Regions from separate parts of the Macaca mulatta genome. Here region 2 is linked to region 1. The links are chromatin contacts, called in public Micro-C maps. All regions are on one chromosome and are shown on one strand. Each heading gives the region's core, a stretch centred on a gene start, on an enhancer-like site or on the middle of the called end of the contact. The rest is flanking DNA. Distances are from core to core; before and after follow the strand shown. Region 1 holds the start of CCNB1IP1 (cyclin B1 interacting protein 1). Region 2 holds the start of OSGEP (O-sialoglycoprotein endopeptidase).

Evidence for each region. Hi-C and Micro-C count contacts between places; a contact is called where the count stands out from the background.
Region 2: a contact with region 1 is called in a Micro-C map of CD4 T cells, with 12 times the contacts expected there. The contact joins the promoter of OSGEP here to the promoter of CCNB1IP1 in region 1. A contact is called at or near these places in 2 of 14 Hi-C or Micro-C datasets (CD4 T cells and fetal cortex germinal zone).

Annotation. Positions count from the first base shown.
Region 1 is chr7:93,133,096-93,139,892 of T2T-MMU8v2.0, reverse strand. It overlaps CCNB1IP1 (cyclin B1 interacting protein 1), which reads left to right and starts at 3,570. Exons shown (of 6, transcript XM_077940486.1): 1 at 3,570-3,595.
Region 2 is chr7:93,254,266-93,261,876 of T2T-MMU8v2.0, reverse strand. OSGEP (O-sialoglycoprotein endopeptidase) reads left to right here and starts at 5,857. Exons shown (of 11, transcript NM_001257838.1): 1 at 5,857-6,381. The coding sequence starts at 6,267. It overlaps APEX1 (apurinic/apyrimidinic endodeoxyribonuclease 1), which reads right to left and starts at 5,327. Exons shown (of 4, transcript NM_001258109.1): 1 at 5,248-5,327; 2 at 4,855-5,042; 3 at 4,163-4,355; 4 at 3,331-4,032. The coding sequence starts at 5,305. The coding sequence ends at 3,515. PIP4P1 (phosphatidylinositol-4,5-bisphosphate 4-phosphatase 1) reads left to right here. Exons shown (of 7, transcript NM_001194893.2): 2 at 186-376; 3 at 730-836; 4 at 1,284-1,389; 5 at 1,576-1,628; 6 at 1,720-1,810; 7 at 2,307-3,286. The coding sequence ends at 2,450.

The sequences.
Region 1 (6,797 bases), core at 2,321-4,820:
TTTTCCTTTTTTAAAATTTATTTTTTATTTCAATAGGTTTTTAGGGAGCAGGTGGTATTTGGTTACATGAATAAGTTCTTTAGTGGTGATTTCTGAGATTTTAGTGCACCCATCACCCGAGCAGTGTATACTGTACTCAGTGTGTAGTCTTTTATCCCTCACCCCCACCACCCTTTCAGTGATAACATCCTTAAACGATAGCCATTCAGTCCGTGTTCTCCAAAGGGTGAGCCTCAAATCTACCAGAAGTACCTGAGGGTGCTTATTAAAATACATATTCCTGAGTCCCACCCACTGATTTAGAATCTCTGAAGGTATGTCCCAGGAATCTACTTTTTTTTTTTTTTGAGATAGGGTCTCATTCTGTTGCCCAGGCTGGAGTGCAGTGGCGTAAACACAGCTCACTACAACCTCTACCTTCTGGGCTCATGCTCTCTCCCATCTCAGCCTACCTTAGTAGCTGGGACTACAGAAGCATCACCACTCTTGGCAATTTTTTATTTTTATTTTTTGTAGAGACAGTTGTTTTACCATGCTGTCCAGGCTGCTCTCAAACTCTTGGGCTCAAGTGATCCTTCTGCCTCCATCTACCAAGTGTTGGGATTACAGATGTAACCTATTGCGCCTGGCCCCAGGAATCTATCTACTTTTAAACAATTTCAAAGTTATTTTACAGAGCACAAATTTTTGATGTTACCAGCTGAAGAGAATTTCATAATGGATTGTTATGAGTATTAAAACCTGGAATACAGAATATCATAAAGAGATGATAGATATTTAATGGGAATTTGAAAATAATATTGTACTTTCTAAGGTTTTCTGAAATCATACAATAGGAGGCAGTGTAATGTGGTGGTTGAGTTTGGGCTCTCAAGTTGGATGGCTGCTGTCTCAGTTTGTTTTCTGTTGCTTATAACAGAATACCTGAAACTGGGTCACTTAATTATTAGTTTGTTTGTTTTTTAATTAATTTTTTGGAGACAAAGTCTTGCTCTGTCTCCCAGGCTGGAGTATAGTGGCGCAATCTTGGCTCACTGCAACCTATACCTCCTGGTTCAAGCGATTCTACTGCCTCAGCCTCCCAAGTAGCTGGGATTACAGGTGTGCACCACCATGCCTGGCTAATTTTTCTGTATTTTTAGTAGAGATGGGGTTTCACCATGTTGGCCAAACTGGTCTCGAACTCCTGGCTTCAAGAGATCTGACCGCTTCGGCCTCCAAAAGTGCTGGGATTACAGGTGTGAGCCATCGCACCAGGCCTGGGTTATTTATTTATTTATTTAGTTTTTGAGACAGGGCCTCACTCTGTCACTCAGGCTGGAGTGCCGTGGCACAGTCTTGGTTCACTACAACCTCCGCTTCCCAGGTTCAAGTGATCGATCCTCCCACCTCAGCTTCCCGAGTAACTGGGACTACAAGTCCATACCACCATACCCAGCTAATTTTTGTATTTTTAGTAGAGACAGGGTTTTGCCATGCTGGTTAGGCTGTGGGTAATTTATTTTAAAAAAGAAATTTATTTTTTGCAGTTATGGATGCTGTGAAGTCCAAGGTTAAGGGACTGCCTCTGGGTTGCATCTGAACTTCTCGCTGGAGGGGACTCCCTGTGATGTTCCAAGGCATGGCAGGAAATCACATGGCCAGGAGGCTGAGACTGCTAACATGCTATCCTTAAGTCTCTTTTCCTTTTCTTTAAAGCCACTAGTTCCCCTCCCATGATAACCTATTAATCCATGAATAGATTAATTTATTCATGAGGGCAGAGCCCTCATAATCCAGTCACCTTTTGAAGGCCCCGCTTCTAATGAGGATTAAGTTTCAGCCACTTTAGGGATTAAATTTCAACGTGAACTTTGAAGGGGACATTCAAACCATAATAACTGAGATCTGAATCCTGACTTTACCACTTGCTAAACAGACAAATTTCTTAATCTCTATAACTCTGTTTCCTTTTTTTTTTTTTTTTGGTAAAATAGTTATAATGAAAGTGCTTACATTCTTGGGTTAATATGAAGATTAAACAACGTAATGAATATAAAGTGCTTAGCATCATTCCTGGTTTATAGTAAACATTCAAGAAACGTTTTGACTCTAGAGGTTACAATAAATCAATTATGAAACAACAAAGTAGCATTTGATGCTAAATGTTGGGAAATTTGGGGCAGGTAAACTCTAAAGTCGATAGGAATAGGTAATTTCTAGTAAGGTGGAAGCAGGGTGGATAGGATGAAATGATTAAAAAATGAGAACTACTATGAGTTAGAGTTGTATCATTTCTTCATATACCTTTAATTTTTATACTTCAAATATTTGCACATTACATGTATATTTGTATATATAACATATATTTGTATATGTATTCCCTATTATATATTATATTAGTATTTATTAAGAATAATGATGAATATTGTGCCAGGGAGTCCTCTAATTATGGCTTAAAAAGACATCTTTCAGCTTGGGGCAACGTGGCGAAACCCCGTCTCTACAAAAAATACAAAAATTAGCTGGGTGTGGTGGTGCATGCCTGTAGTCCCAGCTACTTAGTGGGGTACTGAGGCAGGAGGATCACTTGAACCCGAGAGGTCAAGGCTGCAGTGAGTCGAGATTGCACCACTGCACTCCAGCCTGGGACACAAAGTGAGACCCTGTTTCAAAAAAAAAAAATTTTTTTTAACAGACTAAGAACCTATACTTTAACTGAAGGGCAATGTGAGGAGTCAAAATAATTGATTAATCAATTATTTTGTCTTTTTATGTCTTCAGCACTGAAAGTCATTGTTTTGGTCTGGAGATGTGTAAAACGTACACTTTGCTCTCTAGTTGTTTATAGCCTACTTGGGAAGATAAACCTAACAAGAAATATGTAATAACAATAATAACAGCTAACATTGTTGAGTACTGTGTACCGGGCATTGTACTGAGTACATTATATAAATTATTTTACTTAATCCTCACAACAATCAGAGTAGGCAGATTTCATCTTTTTTCCCTCTTTTTATAGTTGAGGGAACTGAGGCTTAGATGTGTGCAAATAAGTGGCAAGTTCAGATTCAAAATCAGCTAAATTTTATTTGAAACCTAAAACACTTAACCATCTACTGTTTTTCTACTAAGCCTGTTAGTTCGAAGATTACCTGAAGGTAAATTTTATCAGGCCAGCTTTGGATCTGGGGGGAAAAATGAAGGTAAATTTTAACTTGAATCATCTAGACTGTTTATAATGGAATCTGTTGCCTAGCATAAATTAACCATGTTGAGGTCACAAAGGATACGAAATTACTCTTAAGGGATGAAAATTCTTTGGAATAGAATACAGTAGGCCCACGCAAACAAGAATGTGTATAAAATTAGTCTGTTTTTGCCTAAGTACATTAACTCAAAAGGAAACTTGGTTTAAGAAGTTCACTCTAAAAATAGTGCAAGAAGCATCACTGGTCCATAGAGAGGGGTGGAGTGGGTTACGTCATTTCAGCACCTTTTAAGGTAAAGGAGGAGGGAATCCTCTTGAACTCATTAGCCAATCAGGTTCTGAAGACATTTCCCAAGGCGACTTCCTGTCTCTCCACTTTCTTTCCCTCTCCGTTTTGGTGGGCTGGTGAGTGTGCACTTAATTTTGCTCTCTAATTGTTTTGAATTTCTCTTCCCTTTGAGTTATATACCCAGGTGGCAGGCCTTTATTTCAAGTCGGCATTGCAGTGTGTGTGAGTCGCAAGGAGGTTAATGTCGGCTGTGTGGAGGTTGGGAGAAGGCAGTGAAATGCTCTGCCTGGCTTGTTTCCACGTGGGCCTCTGCAGTACCGGGTTTGCCTTCCATCTCCGTGTCCTGGTGACCCAGGAACAATAGACTGTGCTTCATGTGCATAGTGCGTCTGTTCTTGGAAAACGCCGACTTCATTTTGCTTTGAGGGAAAGATATTATCATCCCAATGCTGTTTTGATTTATATCTCTCTGGGTGAGGTCAGATCTCGGGAGAAGGCGTTCAGCTCAGTAGATTTTAATTCTCCGGTGAGTGTCTAGAGGGCCCAGGTCCTTACTGGGTTTGTGGAAACTGTAGCGGACCTTGTCTTTACCCTGGCTTTTGCTCAGATCATTTCGGCTTTCTTGGTGAACCTGGACAGCAAACTCTGAAGACAGATAAGCCCTAAGAGGAGCTGCTAATTTTTAATGTTGCCACTGTGGTGAGTGTGTCCTTAAAAGCTGTGGTACAAGATCAGGGACCTTAGTTTAGGGCAAGCCTCTAGATTCAAATTGCAGCGCCACAGTTTACAGCTCTGGTGACCTTGGGAGAAGCAGTGAGCCATTCCAAGGCTTAGCTTTCCAAGATCAGATAAAATATATAAAAACTAGGCTCTAGTTGGTATGTAATAAATGTTAGGTACCTTTAGAAGTAAGCAGTACTTATTTATTTACAGTAAGTATTTTGGATATCTGTTTTCTCATAAAAAGTTTTGCCTAGTGACCTTGAATGTAATTTCACTGAATTCCTTTCTTTTGATACATGTTAATTTTTATATGATGTATGTGTGGGAAATCCATACAGGCAGAATGTGTGAGAAAGACAAATAATAAACCAGTTAATCGAATGTAGTAATAGGTATTTGTAGGCCTCCCATAATTTTCATAATTCTCAAGCATTGTTAAAATTTATTTTTTGGGGCGTGGTGGCGCAAGCCTGTAATCCCAGCTACTCGGGAGGCTGAGGCAGGAGAGTCACTTGAACCCGGGAGGTGGAGGTTGCGGTGAGCCGAGATGGCGCCATTGCACTCCAGCATGGGCAATAATAGCGAAACTCTGTCTCAAAAAAAAAAAATACTATATATATATTTTATATATATATATAAAATACTATATATATATATAAAATATTGAATACTATATATATTTTTTGAATACATATATACATATATATATTTTTTGAATAGGTAATACATTCATATGATTCAAAATTCAAAAGATATCAAAGTTTCTTATCCCCTTCCCTAAGCCATCCAATTCCTCTCTCCCTCATAACAGTGTTACTAAGATATTTTATGCATATAAGCAGATATGTGTGGGTATCCTTCCCTTTTACTGTACCTACTCTACTATGTGTCTTACTTTTTCCACTTAAGTTCCATGAGTAGAGTGTCCACATTCCTTATAATGGTCACATAGTATTCTTTAAAAATTATTTTTTTTAAAAGATACATTTTTTGTTTCAGTAGATTTTCTGAGTAAACTAACTCCATCTCAAAAAAAAAAATAAATAAAAAATAAAAGACCCATTATCTTGGAGTTGGAAGGGCCCTTATGAGTACTATATGAGTGATCTTTCTGGCTTCTGGGTTATTGTGAGAAGTGTGACTTCTTGTTGTTAAATTTGTTTTTATTGTAGATTCATGGGGTACATGTGCAGGTTTGTTACAGGGTATATATTGCATGATGCTGAGGTTTGGACTTCTATTGATTCTGCCATCTAGGTAGTAAACATTGTACCCAATAGGAAGTTTTTCAGTTCTTGCCCCTCTCTCTCCTTTCCTCCTTTTGGAGTACCTAGTGTCTATTGTTCCCAACCTTATGTCCCTGTGAACCCAGTATTTAGCTCCCTACCCAAGATTTAACTCCCACTTATAAGTGAGAACATGCGATACTTGGTTTTCTGTTTCTGCATAAATTTGTTTAGGATAATGGCCTCCAGCAGCATCCAACAGCTCCAGTTGCTGCAAAGGACATGATTTTTTTTTTTTTTATGGCTGTGGAAAAGTGTGAAATTTTTAGGCAGAATATTTGCCTTTCTACTCACTAGCTGGTTGAGCTTGGGCAAGACATAAAAATAACATATTAAACATTTAACACCATGCCAGCTACAGTGCAAAGTGTATTTATTACCTCGGTCTTCACAGAAGTTTTAAGAGGTATGTAGTATTTGTTCTCATTTTAAAGAGGGGACAGCTGAGGTTTAGAGAAGTTCCATAACTTACCCATGGGCACAGCAAATACATGAGAGAGCCAGGATTAAAATCTAGTTTTGTATGATTTCAAAATCTATTATTTTAGGGAATATTAATTAGTGCAACTATTATGGAAAATAGTATGGAAATTTCTCAAAAAAATTAAAAATAGAGCTACCATATAATCCAGAAATCCCATTTCTGGGTATATTCAAAGGGAATAAAATTAGTGTGTCAGAGATATCTATACTCCCATGTTCATTGCATCATTATTCACAAAAGCCAAGATGTGGAATTGACCTAAGGGTCCATCAACAGATGAATGGACAAAGCAAATATGATACATATGTACAGTGGAATACTATTCTGCCTTAAAAAGGAAGGAAACTCTGATAGTGAGTGGGAATTAAAACTTGGAGTCTGTTCTGATAGCAGTACCTTATATAACTATCTCTAAAGGAAAACTATGCCAAGCTATCAGTTTAGTATTTACTTCGTATGAACAAAATTTTGTGTTTTCATTTTGTTTCAGGTTGAAGATGAAATCCACTGAGGAGGGAAGTCCAGCACCCTGTGTGCCAGTCCAGCACTGGCCCATCTGTAGACCCCCTGAAAATCATGGGCTTGAATTTGGATATTCTCAACAGAAAGGGTTAAAGACTGATGGGACCTAAAGCCTGGTACTTGAATTTTGATCACATAAGCTGCCTTAAGTTCTCTTTATTACACGTATGTGTGCCTTTTCTATCTAAAACGCCTAGCCTAGAGATTCTTTGAGTTACCATTGTATCCTGTAATGCTAGGTGGCACTGAATAAATTGGAATAGAGTCAAATGGAATGGTAATGAAATCTTAACACAAGTATCT
Region 2 (7,611 bases), core at 4,608-7,107, 120 kb before region 1:
CCGCAATCGCGACCACAGCGTGGGACGGAAGGGGGTTCTGAGCAACCTGATGCAAGCGCCAATTATGAGAAGCCCTCCGAGCTTGGTCAGAGGGTTGAAGATCAGAAAGACTTCCCTACCACCGTGGAGCATCAGTGGAGGATGTCTGTAAGTGATCCCAGCCCTTCTATTTTCTTCCTCTCCAGCATTTCCCCCGTTCCCCGAGGGACATCCAGCCGTGTTGCCTGGGGAGGACCCACCCCCCTATTCACCCTTAACTAGCCCAGACAGTGGGAGTGCCCCTATGATCACCTGCCGAGTCTGCCAATCTCTCATCAACGTGGAAGGCAAGATGCATCAGCACGTAGTCAAGTGTGGTGTCTGCAATGAAGCCACCGTGAGTTATACATATCTATGAAATGGGCCCTGTTTCCTGGATCCTCTTTCTGATGTCTTGATTCTAGACCCTGACCTTGCGGGTGTTAGCCAAGTGCTCTTGATGATATCCAGGTTTCAGTTCCAGGTGTCTCACACAGCCATTTCCCCAAAAGCCACTCACCAAAGCTAACGTTTACTTTCTCTCACTTCACACCTAGCCTAGTTCCTATTTGCAAATCTCATGTTATAGTCTGTTTTATTTCTCCTTCCTGGCTAGCACCTTATTTTTCTGATCTCATAAAGAGTTTTTGGAGGGAAGTGGAGGGGATTGGGATTAGAGGTTTGCTTGCTGATGACCCTGTTATTCTCTAGCCAATCAAGAATGCACCCCCAGGGAAAAAATATGTTCGATGCCCCTGTAACTGTCTCCTTATCTGCAAAGTGACATCCCAACGGATTGCATGCCCTCGGCCCTACTGGTAAGAGGCATAATGTGGGGAAGGGCATAAGTGGGCAACTGGAAAGTCAAAAAAAGATGAGCGTATATAGAGAATGTAAAGGTGAGAGAGCCTAGTGTTTATTTGGAAGGAGAAAAGACTTTGAAGCATATGCCTCAGGAATGTTACAGCTGTCTTTCTCATTTCTCAATAAAAATATTGGGATGAAATGATGTCATTTAGGAGAATAGACAGCCTTGGGGACTGGGTGTGTTATCCTGAGGTCGGAGGGGAATTGGGGACCTGAAGTTTAAGCAGTGCTCTTTCTTTCTCAAGGATTCTTGAGGGTATACAGTTGGGGGACAGAGTATTTTAAGTGTACAAAGTCGAGTGACTTGATTGGCAGGGAGTGGAGGATGTGAAACAGGGACTGTGTGAAGATTTTTAGGATTAAAAACTTTTCAAACAAAGTCTTTTTCTTTTGTATAGCAAAAGAATCATCAACCTGGGGCCTGTGCATCCCGGACCTCTGAGTCCAGAACCACAACCCATGGGTGTCAGGGTTATCTGTGGACATTGCAAGAATACCTTTCTGGTGAGGAAGAGGTATTGGGAAGGGGAGGGGAGAGGAGACTAGGAGTCATTTCGAGTATATTTCTTGGAGTAATGGTAATGACCCCTGAAAGTCTGTCCTATGGGAACATGTTCTGCATCCCCACCCCAAGGTTCTCATTGAGGGGGACCCTGCTTGTGCTATTATTTTCGTTTTCTTTCTCCATAGTGGACAGAGTTCACAGACCGCACCTTGGCACGTTGTCCTCACTGCAGGAAAGTGTAAGTGATTAGGGATTGAGCTGGTCATTGATGTATGGAGTAAAAACTCTATGGCTGTAGAAAGCATCCATTTCTATTTGCCTCCCCACAGGTCATCTATTGGGCGCAGATACCCACGTAAGAGATGTATCTGCTGCTTCTTGCTTGGCTTGCTTTTGGCAGTCACTGCCACTGGCCTTGCTGTGAGTACCCTTGCCCCAGTCTCTTTCATTCTGCAGCCTCATCTCCATAGGCTAAGATTTGGGAAATTGCTACCCTTAAAAAAAGTGGAAGAAACTTGGGGGAGTAGTTTGTTTTAAGATATGGATGAGCTAAAGTGTAAGGTGGCTGATCAAACAGACTTTATTACTACTAAGAGTGCAAAATAGCCATCCTTTGTCTGTAGGATGAGGATAGGACAGTGAAGTGCTTAATTTAAGAGTTGCTATTTGCAAACCTGGCTCAGTTGTCAGATATGAAGAAAAACTGAGATACAGTGTGGGATGGGATGAGTATGTTACTGCCTAAGGGAAGGGAGCTGAACAGCTCTGCCTTTAAGAAGGTCCCTGAGGGTGGCTATATGTGGATAAGAAACAAGGACTGAAGCATGAGTTATTACTGTTCTTAGGACTAATAGGAGGTAGTGGAGACCAACATTAACCCCATCTTTCTTTTCTTCTCCCTCCTTACCTTCATCAGTTTGGCACATGGAAGCATGCACGGCGATATGGAGGCATCTATGCAGCCTGGGCATTTGTCATCCTGTTGGCTGTGCTGTGTTTGGGCCGGGCCCTTTATTGGGCCTGTATGAAGGTCAGCCACCCTGTCCAGAACTTCTCCTGAGCCTGATGACCCACAGACTGTGCCTGGCCCCTCCCTGGTGGGGACAGTGACACTACGAAGGGAGCTGGGGTAGTTAAAGGCTCCCGGGGCTTCTATAAGGAAGCCAAGCAGCTGCCTTCCTTTTCCCTGGGGAGAGGTAGGAAGGAACCAGGCCCTCACTTAGGTTTGGAGGGGCAGATAAGAGCACTGCTGACCATCTGCTTTCCTCCAAGGGTTGCTGTGTCTAGGGTGAAGTAGGCAAAACGTTGCCCTTAAAACTGGGTCCTAAAGACGGTTCCAGCCTTGTCCTTCCTGTGTGCTCCCTGAGAGCCATTCCTGTCCCTTACACATTCCAGGGCAGGGTGGGGGTGGGTAGCCCTGGGGGTTCCCCTCCCTCTTGTGCACCATTAGGACTTTGCTGCTGCTATTGCACTTCACCAGAGGTTGGCTCTGGCCTCAGTACCCTCAGTCTCCTCTCCCCACATTGTTTCCTGTGGGGGTGGGGTCAGCCGCTGCTCTGTACAGAACCACAGGAACTGATGTGTATATAACTATTTAATGTGGGATATGTTCCCCTATTCCTGTATTTCCCTTAATTCCTCCTTCCAACCTTTTTTACCCCCCCCCCCCTCCCAGTTGCAGTATTTAACTGGGCTGGGTAGAGTTGCTCAGTCTTTGGGGGAGATTAGGGACTTATCCTGTGCTTGTAAATAAATAAGGTCATGACTCTACCCTTTTTCAGTTGTTAACTTGTATGCACGAAAATACGAGGAAGGGAATGTGTAGCCCCACGAAGGGGTAAGACACAAAGACAGCAAGGCTGAAACTATGGCTCTTTATTTTTGTGTGGATAATTCAAACAAAGTCATTAGTAGTCTTTGTTCAGTTTTTCTTAAAAAAGAAAAAACCCTCAAATAAAAACTCTTGGGCTTAAAAGAACTCTAAATCTGTCACAGGAGCCTGGTTGTAGGATTCTTATTTTTATAGATGAGAAATACAATGCAGATTTCTCTGAAGAGTGTTTAAAGAAGGAATGGTAGTTGAGGGGGCTTATTTCCCAGGCTCAAAGTGATTTAGGGGTGGTGTCACAGTGCTAGGTATAGGGTGATAGGACAGTGATCACTGCCGAGGGCCTTGGAACGGATCTTGCTATCACACAATGCAGGTAACAGAGAGTGGGACAACAAAAAGTAATCAAGGCGCCAACCAACATTCTTGGATCGAGCATTCATCATGTAAGTCCAAAAGGTGTAGGCATAGGGTGTGTTGGGGTAGAGGTGCCTAAAGCTGTCAGCCAGTGGCACAGCCTGCAGTAATTCCCCAAAGCCTTGGCGCTCTTGTGGCGTGAAGCCAGCATTCTTTTTGTTACCCTTGGGGTTGCGAAGGTCAATTTCTTCATGTGCCACATTGAGGTCTCCACACAGCACAAGGGGCTTTCGGGAAGCCAAGCCCTTCAGGAACTTGCGAAAGGCTTCATCCCAGCGCTGCCGGTACTCCAGTCGTACCAGACCCCGGCCTGCATTAGGTACATACGTTGTTACCAGCACAAACGAGTCAAATTCAGCCACAATCACCCGGCCTTCCTGATCATGCTCCTCCTCGCCTACAGAAACGAAACAGAATTAGCATAAAAAACTGTAAGAAAAGGAAAAGCAATCAAGAGGTGGGGGAGAGATGGAGAATTAGCAATTGGTCTTGAAGAGTTCAGGCATTAGGCATCAATAGGGTCTCACCTATGCCATAAGAAACTTTGAGTGGGCAATGGCGGGAAAGTAGGCCCACGCCACTGTATCCTTCCTTGTCCGAAGGAGCGGACCAGTATTGATGAGAGAGTCCAGGCAGCTCTTGAAGTTCAGCTGGTAGTTTGTTCTCTGAACATTTGGTCTCTTGAAGGCACAGTATATCTGGGGCTTCTTCCTTTACCCACTATAAGTAAAAGAAAGGTGGAAAATGTATTATCAATTCAGCAGAACATTTATTGAATATATGCCAAGTCATAAATATGCACAGGTTAAACAGTCAAGCAGTTCGAGGTTAAATAATATTTAAACAATTCGAAGCTAGATAAATGAAAACAGAGGTAAAGTCTTACGTGCTATACTATGAATGTGTTTTTTCTATAGGCAAGCTAAGATTTTTAAGCTATAATTAATGAAATGGAGGACATGCTGAAGATAAAATGGAGGAAGTATAGTAAAAGGTTTTTGCAACATTCTGGGAAGAGGAGAGAACATTAAAAAAGAAAATGGCAATGGAAGTGAAGGAGCAGACATTTAGGAAATACAACTGGCAAGACTGGGGAAGCCCCACCGAAAACTGCAGGCAGGAGAAAAAACAGCCTGAAGGCTATACGGAGAAAAGGGATGACTAAACCCTAAGATCATTCAATACTAAAGAATGTGTCTTCCCCTCAAACACCACTCACATCTAATCCTTTCTTCTTAATCCAGGCTCGAAGCCCATCCACGTTCCAAGAGCAGATCTTGAGTGTGGCAGGTTTGCCACTGGGTGAGGTTTTCTGATCGGGGGGGTCCTCATACAGGGCTGGGCCCTCTCCTGCTGCCTCCTTGTCATTTTTCTTTGCGGGCGTCTTACTCTTCTTGGGCTCTGGCTCTATAAAATGAGTAATATATATTGATAAAAAGTGGGTGGTTTCCAACCGCGATCCGGCGTTAGCTATGGACCCAACGAAAGCCTGCGGTTACTGCGTCTTCACAAACCCCTGCAAAAATGAGTTGGCCGGTACTTACCGTTCATCAAGGGAATTACAAACAACCCCGCCGTAGCTTCTAGGAAGAGGGGCTCATTTCATTCTTACCTGTCTTGAGCTCATCCCCGTCTTCTGCCACCGCTCCCTTTTTCCCACGCTTCGGCATTCCCGTAACGAACGCTCTTCGGCACCTGTACCGCGTCGCCCACCAAAGCAGTATTTTTACCGCGTTGCCTACAGACGCAAAGAAATCATGAAACCAGCTAAGCCTGGGGAGAAGACTCCTCTCAAGAGCGTCCCCGCACCAGGTCCCGCCTTTCAAACCATGTTATCTCTAAATCCTTTCCCCGCCTCCGTGCATCATAGGCCCTTCAGCCCCTCACCCACGTAACTAGATCATTTCATAGTGCCTTGTACCCTACTCGCGAGATCTGCCCTCCAGCCAATTGAGGATCTTAATTAAGGGTCCTGACTCAAGCTTGCCCTTCAGACTGCCAGCGAAGCCCCTCTTATGAGCAAAAGAGCAACCCCGTATCTGCACCGGTCCGATGGCAGCCTAGCTCCTCCTAACCCGAGCACAAAGAAGGATGCACGCTGAGCCCCCCACGTGGGTAGCGGACCTGGTCACGTGATCAGAGGCACGCGTCACATGGCCGAAGAATGCGCGTGATTGGTCTGTCTGACACCACGTGACGAAGTCGCTTGGCCTTGCCTCTCTCAACTAATTCTCTAGGAGACCTAGGGCCCCAACCCTCGTTCGGGCTGTTTATCGTTGTGCCCGACGCACGGCACATTGTTTGACTCTGACTTAAGAGTCTAACGCTGTGCAAAGGGAAAAAAAAGTGGAGAAGGTTGGGCTGGACCACGGGAAAGATATAGGAAAACGGATAGGATTGTAAAGCACAGAGTCGGCTCGGCGTCCCTGGCAGTTAGGAAGACAGGTCCTTGGAGGGGCCTTGGCGGGTCTCCGCTCGCGGGAGTTCTGCGCTGTCTTTCCCACTGTTATCTGCAGGCTAGCCCGCTTCTTCTGCGCTCCGGAAAGCTGCGGCCCAGCGCAGACTAGTGAGGACTTCCACAGCTCCTGACGTTGCTAGGAGTCCTGTCGGCGTTTTCTCCCAGGCTCCGCCATGCCGGCGGTGCTGGGTTTTGAAGGCAGCGCCAATAAGATTGGCGTGGGTGTGGTGCGGGATGGCAAGGTGCTGGCGAACCCGCGGCGGACTTATGTCACGCCTCCGGGCACAGGTGGGTGAGTAGGGGAGTTAAGAGTTTTCGGCGCACTTCCCCGCAGAAAATCAGCCTTCCATCTTCCTAAATACTAGTGAGGTGCAGCTTTTGATCTGAGTCTTATTGAAATTATGTGATATTATTAACGTCACAAGGCTGATGACTAGAAGAGTTACAAGCACTTGGACGTGGATCTGATGAGTTCGTTTACCGTTTATTGAGCTCATTTTATGTGCTAAGCATTCAGAAATAGATGTTATGATACTGCTGTGGAGTCAGACATATAAATAGATGTTTATACTACAGCATGATAAACAGTGTAATAGAGATGGACTCGAAATATTCTGTTTAAAAAACGCTTAGCAGGAGTATATATTCCAGTTGCCCTGAATATACACTCCTTTTTTAAAAATTTTTATTTTTTGAAATATTCTAGGATGAGTAGAGAGATGAGAGTGGAAAGACTCCCAGCTTACATGTCAGAGAACTGGCTGGCTGTGCTGTATTCACATTAAATATTTATGTTTTGGACATTTGGTCTTTATTTTTTATTTTAATTTGTTTTTGAGACAGTCTTGCTCTGTTGCCCAGGCTGGAATGCAATGGCACGGTTTCGGCTTACTGCAAGCTCTGCCTCCCAGATTCAAGAGATTCTTCTACCCCAGCCTCCCGAGTAGCTAGGACTACAGACAGGTGTGTGCTACCACACCCAGCTAATTTTTGTATTTTTAGTAGAGGCGGGGCTTCACCATGTTGGCCAAGCTGGTCTCGAACTCCTGACCTCACATGATCCGCCCACCCCAGCCTCCCAAAGTGTGAAAATTACAGGCATGAGCCACCGCCCGGGCCTAGTCTTTGTTTTTAAAATGGGAATAATACCTGTATCATTAGGTGTTGAAGATTAGATGAAAGTACCAAACACGTCTGGGTGTGGTGGCTCACGCCTGTAATCCCAGCACTTAGGGAGGCCCAGGCGGGGTGGATCACCTGAGGTCGGAGTTCAAGAACAGCCTGACCAATATGGAGAAACCCTGTCTCCACTAAAAAATATAAAAAATTAACCGGGCGTGGTGGCACATGCCTGTTAACCCAGCTACTCGGGAGGCTGAGGTTGTGGTGAGCCGAGATCATGCCATTGCACTCCAGCCTGGGCAACAAGAGTGAAACTCCGTCTCAAAAAAATAAAAAAGAAAAAAGAAAGTACAAAACACATTACAACTTTTAATAAGCCATTGTATCTTGCCTACT